2 separate regions of the Mus musculus genome follow, and region 2 is linked to region 1. A link is a contact called in public HiChIP or PLAC-seq data. All regions are on one chromosome and are shown on one strand. Each heading gives the region's core, a stretch centred on a gene start, on an enhancer-like site or on the middle of the called end of the contact. The rest is flanking DNA. Distances are from core to core; before and after follow the strand shown.

Region 1 (2,771 bases), core at 171-2,670:
GGTCAACAAAACAGATGGTGCTCTTTAGTCAGGGTGAACAAGGACTATATAAATTTTGGAAAATGGGAAGGAGTTCTTAGGGTAAAGTTTCATGGGCTGAGGTTTAAGGTTCTGGGGAGGGGATACCTCATTTGCATAGAGAGGCATCCCTGGAAGTTGAACTTGTAATTTTGCCCAGGATTGCATGGCATTCAAGGTAGAGTGTGGGGGTTGAACTCTCTAGATAGGGTAGAGAAGAGACAGCCCTGTTGGGAAAGGGAGTCCTCCGTTTTGTGCCAAGCTCAGGGGAACTATCTAGACATGGTAGATGTCAACCTTAAGCGGCAGGCAGGGTTTCCCAACAGCTATGTAGCTGTGGCTGTCTTTGAACCCATTATGTAGCCCTGAGAAGGCTAAGTTGATTCCATGACAAGCTTTAAGTTGCCAGTTCAGGAGACTGGGCCTAAGAACTGAGCAAGTCCAGGCAAACCCAGGCAAGTCAGTTACTAGCACAAAAACAAAAGCAAGCCAGGCTTCAGGCAGCTAGTCAGAAACTGCCCTGCCATCAGAAGCTGCCCCTCTGCCACCTGACCTGAGGAAAGGACAATGGGTCAGCAGTAGTTTCCAGACCTCCTCTGCAACAGTTTCCAGCACCCCCACCCCCACCCCACCCCCAGGCTCCAGCAGTGGTCCTGAAACATCCTTAGAGGTAGAGCCAAGACTAAGATAGCCATCACCAGCCTTTCCCAGGAATTCTCCTAATGTGCTTTAAGTCCGGCCTGAGAACTCACTTCAGGGTTTCTCTATCTTGGTAATGGGAAACCCCAGCATGCTGGATTTCTGCAGAGTAAAACACCCTTTGTGTTTACACGCTATTTGAGTCTGAGGTATTCTTCAGCAAATCATGGACCTTCACAGCCCAACCTGGCCTCAGATTTACAGTGATCGTCCTGTCTAAGCCACGTGAGTGCTAAAGCACACAAGACTTAAAATGAATGGAAATGCCAATGTGTAGAGAATACTATGCTACAGAGTAGAATGCTGAAGTTTTGAAGCAGACAGTTGGCATTTTGTTTAGGCTCCACCCCACAGTTACCTGGCAATAGCCATGTGCGCCTGACTCAACTATAATAGGGGTCGCTTGCCCCCTCCTCTCTCTCTTGCTTTCTTGTTCCTGCTCTATCCCCTTGCTCCTGCTCCCCCTCTCTTTCCCATCCCCCCCCCCCATGTGCTTATGGCCGGCCTCTACTCCTCTACTCTCTCTCTTTCTCTGCCTTTCTCTGTCTCTACTACCCTCTCAACTCCCTTCCCCGTGCCCCAAGGTCCTGACCCCCATGACACACTTCCTCCAAGAAGACCAAGCCTCCTAATCTGTTCAAATAGTGCCACTCCCAACGAGACTATTAAGGCCATTTTCATTCAAATCATCACAGAGTGAGGCAAAGTCAGAGAGAATTGTTGGAATGCAGCCCAGAGAACAAGGCTTGGTGAACAATGCCTTAAGGAACCATGATTGAGGCTCCAGAAAAAAAAAGGCAGAGGACCTTTTACCTAAAGTGTATTTTGTTCCCTGAATTGTTCTTGGACATGATTTCATGCCTCTGTGACAAATTTTTGCATTCAATTTATAAGACATGTTTATTCTTGTTGGATTTCAGAACATAGCTATAGAACCCAATCTGCTGAAAGGCTCTGCTGAGCGCTGTCCTCAGTGTACCCTGGATCTGGATCTGGATCTGGCCTTCTGCTTTGGTTTCATGCTTTCCCAGACAGAATCTATTGTATGTGCCAGGCAATTGTGTTTAAATCGATCTGTCCTGAGATGGCTCTGAGAAAGGGCTGCTCTGTTAGTATTTAGTATGAGCTTGCGGTCATTTGTTTACATAGTTTTCTGATTATGTTTTTCTGAACTCAAACTGTAAGACTCCGACCTTCAGTCAGTCCCTTCAAGACGCCCCCGAATGAGACACCAAGATGCAGATCAATGCAAACGCAAGAGGTTTATTTTCTGGCATGTCGGGGTCAACCCTCATCAGTCCCTTAAGGCAAGTGACAAGAAGGCGACCTCGACTGGCTATTACAAGCAGTTTTTATACTTTTTAGGGGCACAGGTTACATCAGCAAGGTAACATTCAAACTTATTGGGTAAGCTTATTGACTTTTAAATCTATTGGCTAACAAGCATGACACGCATTTGAACTCTACCTGGGACTTTCCAGAGGGTCAAATAACTATCAATCAGTACATTTTGAAAAGTTTTTACTCAAGAATGTTCCTTTGGGTAGAGAATGGAACTTGGCCTACCCTTGACCCCAGGCAGGAGGAGGAAGCTGTAAGGAGAGTGTGGGACTGGAACAAACCCTCAGGGGCCCTCATTCTCCCCCTTTTTCTTGTATAAGCTCCAATCCTAGAGCTATGCTCAGGGGTCTTGGGTAACTAACTCATATTCTTCAGGTCCTGTCCTCAGGGATATTGTTGGCACAGGACCATCAGTCATACTGCTCTTATTCTCTCTTTTATGACGACTACGCTTGGCTAGCCCTTCTTTCACCTTGGCCATTGAATCGTTAACTAGCCCCAGAATGGCCTCCAGTGTGTGCTTCCCAATGTTTCACATGCCCAGGTAGCACAGAAAAGGTGGTTGCTCCCCTCTCCCACTGATGGGCCTGCTACCGGCTTCTCCCATCTCAGGGGCACACATGTATAGTGGTTTCTCCAAGAAACGCCTCAACTTCAGCAGTCCACACCCTAAGCCCCACCCTCCAAGGCTGCTTCTGGGACACTGTTTAGAT
Region 2 (2,771 bases), core at 100-2,599, 90 kb before region 1:
GTGTGTCCCTTAGCATTGCCCTGAGTTCATCTCCTTAGCCAGCTCCCCTCTCATCTCCCTCAGCTCTCCCCAGTCTCTCTTTTATCTCTTATTATTTCCCAGAATCCTCTCTCTTCCTGCCAGTGTCCCACCTTCTATTTCCTGCCTCAGCTCATTGGCCAATAGCTTGTTTATTGATAGGTGATCATTATAAGAGATTCTCTCTACAAGGTAGAATGTATGCTCATTTTTCATTTGTTAATTAACTAATCAATCCAATTCACTAGTTAATTCTGTGGAAGTGTGTGGTGTGTGCTCGCCACTGTACACATGTGGCAGTCAAAGGACAGCACATGAGACGCTGATCAGTTCTCTCCTTCCACAATGTGAGTTTTAGGGATTAAAATCAGATCCCAGGCTTGTCTGCAAGTCTCCCTAAGCAGAGTATGTGATCTTAACCATCATGCAGAATAGTTATTTCATTTCATTAGTTGAAGATTTTAATAAGGAGTCATTGATCTGATTTGCATTTTTAAAGGACCTCTCTAGCCCCATTTTGGGACATGGACCATAAATGGCGAGAGTAGAGAGGCTGATGTTTAGTTACTTTGTGATGACAAAACACCATAATCAAGGAAACTCATTAAAAAAAAAAAAACTATTTTTACCAGGTGGTGGTGACAGTAGTGCACACACCTTAATCTCAGCACTCAGGAGGCAGGGACATGTAGATCGCTGTGAGCTTGAGGCCAGCCTGATCTACAAAGCTAGTTCCAAGTCAGCCAGGGCTTCACAAAGAAATCTTGTATGGGAAAACAAAACAAACAAACAAAAAACAAAACATTTACATTAAAGAAACCTATGCTTGCTAAGGCTTTCCTACACAGAAGTAAGAAATGCATTTGGCTAGTGTTAGTATCCAGGAAAAGGGTTGGGTGGGGAGGGAGGAGGGGAACGGAAGAGGGGCAAGGGGAGGGGGAGAGGGAGAGAGAGAACAGTGTGTCAGGCCAGAGCTTCTGATCATGTGCAGCACCATGAATTTTGACACACTTGAAACCTGGTCATCCTGCCTCCATCCATGCCCACCCCCACCCCACCCCCACCCCCACCCCCATAGTGGGCATGGGCTCATTGGCTGGGAAGCTCTGGGGTTTGCCATATGAAGGGCCAACGCTGTAAGCCCAGCAGTGTGTGTGTGGGTGTGGGTGGGGGGTGTCTGCAGTGACTCCTCCCCCATTATCTGGAGGTAAGTACCCATTTATCACAGCCCCACAGCCTTCCCTGCAACTCGTCCTTGCTGCTACTCCCAGAGCTGCTGCCCTAGTGTGAGCACCGAGAGAGCCACCTGGAGTCTTATTCTCTAGTCCAGATAAGCCTTGAACTCAGCAAAATCCTTCCTCCTTAGCCACACAGGCATTAGCTACCCCCCACAGCCAGATTGTTTGTAGTCTTTTGTATATCTGGCTTCCTTTGTACAACATAGTTTCTTTGAAATTCACTAACAATATTACATTACAATGAGCCTCGCTTTCATCTCTGTGTAGTTTGGGTTGTACTTGCTTTCTTTTAAACCACAGGGTTTAGAAATGGGTCAGTGGGGTGGTTCCCTGAGTTAAGGTTTTTGCAGCCATGCCTGTTGGCTGGGATCCACACAAGGCTTTTAGAAGAGAACTTGGCTTCCCGGAGTTGTCTTAGAACCTCCACAACACACACACTGGTAGGTAGATAGATGGGAAGATAGGTAGATGGATAGATAAATAGATACATGTAAATTTTTTTAAATGTAAAACTTATATTTATGCTAGGTAGCACATGCCTTTTATCCCAGAGACGGATCTCTGATTCTGAGGCCAGCATAGTTTAGGAAGCTCCAGGCTACTCTGTCTCCAAAAGAAAGAAAAAGTTACAAGTACATATCTTCCAGCATTGAAGTCAGAAAAAGTGGTTTTCACACTGTAAAGTTCCGAAGGAAGCAGAGGGGCAGGCTGTAACTATGTAACTACTGCAATGTTAAATTAGTTTAAAGTTCACATCCCCGGGATTCTTAAAAAAGTCTTGAAATAAGCAGCTCTATTTCTCAGCTCTAATTAACTAGTGTCTGTGGTGCTCTGGTGGGGGCCGGTCAAAGATAATGGACAGATAATACAAGTAGAAACCAGCTCCAACTGTAAATTATACTTTACTGGGCTTCTACGAACTATTTTTATTTTTTTAAAGGTTTATTTATTTATTTTATGTATGTGAGTACACAGTAGCTGTACAGATGGTTGTGAGCCTTTATGTGATTGTTGGGAATTGAATTTTTAGGACCTCTGCTTGCTCCGGTTGGCCCCACTTGCTCAGTCCATGCTCGCTCCAGCCCAAAGATTTATTTATTATTATACATAAGTACACTGTAGCTGACTTCAGATGTACCAGAAGAGGGCGTCAGATCTCATTACAGGTGGTTGTGAGCCACCATGTGGTCGCTGGGATTTGAACTCAGGACCTTTAGAAGAACATTCAGTGCTCTTACAGGCTGAACCATCTCACCAGCCCCAAACTATCTTTTTTTTTTTTTTTAAGTGCATTCTCTGCTGCGTTCTGCCTCTGCCCTAAATGGAAGTTTAAAAAAAAAAAAAAAAAAAAAAAAAGCAAGCTAGGTGCCAGGTGTGGTGGCACAAACCTTTAATCTCAGTACTTGGGAGGCAGAGGCAAGTAGACCTTTGAATTCCAGTCCAGCCTGGTCCACAGAGTGAGTTCCAGGACAGCAAGGGCTACACAGAGAAACCCTGTCTCAAAAAAAAAAAAAA

The links. HiChIP or PLAC-seq counts read pairs in DNA pulled down with a chosen protein or histone mark.
Region 2: a contact with region 1 is called in an H3K27ac HiChIP or PLAC-seq map of embryonic stem cells, with 10 read pairs. The contact joins two enhancer-like sites. A contact is called at or near these places in 4 of 484 Hi-C or Micro-C datasets (Sertoli cells, brown adipocytes, liver and 1 more), 5 of 115 datasets of contacts at active chromatin or transcription factors (double positive thymocytes, embryonic stem cells and stem cell-derived neural progenitor cells) and 3 of 9 other capture datasets (adipose tissue, liver and pancreatic islet).

The regions. Positions count from the first base shown.
Region 1 is chr1:55,107,335-55,110,105 of GRCm38.p6, reverse strand. No RefSeq gene overlaps it. Among named protein-coding and RNA genes, the nearest start is that of Hspe1, 21 kb to the right of the region's middle. Within about 2 kb of position 1,420, at least 15 of the 459 cell types and tissues checked have an H3K27ac peak or open chromatin away from gene starts, as enhancers often do. A contact at or near this core is called in embryonic stem cells, where this site is marked.
Region 2 is chr1:55,197,504-55,200,274 of GRCm38.p6, reverse strand. The region is part of intron 5 of Rftn2 (raftlin family member 2); the gene reads left to right. Among named protein-coding and RNA genes, the nearest start is that of Gm51743, 3.1 kb to the left of the region's middle. Within about 2 kb of position 1,349, at least 14 of the 459 cell types and tissues checked have an H3K27ac peak or open chromatin away from gene starts, as enhancers often do. A contact at or near this core is called in embryonic stem cells, where this site is marked.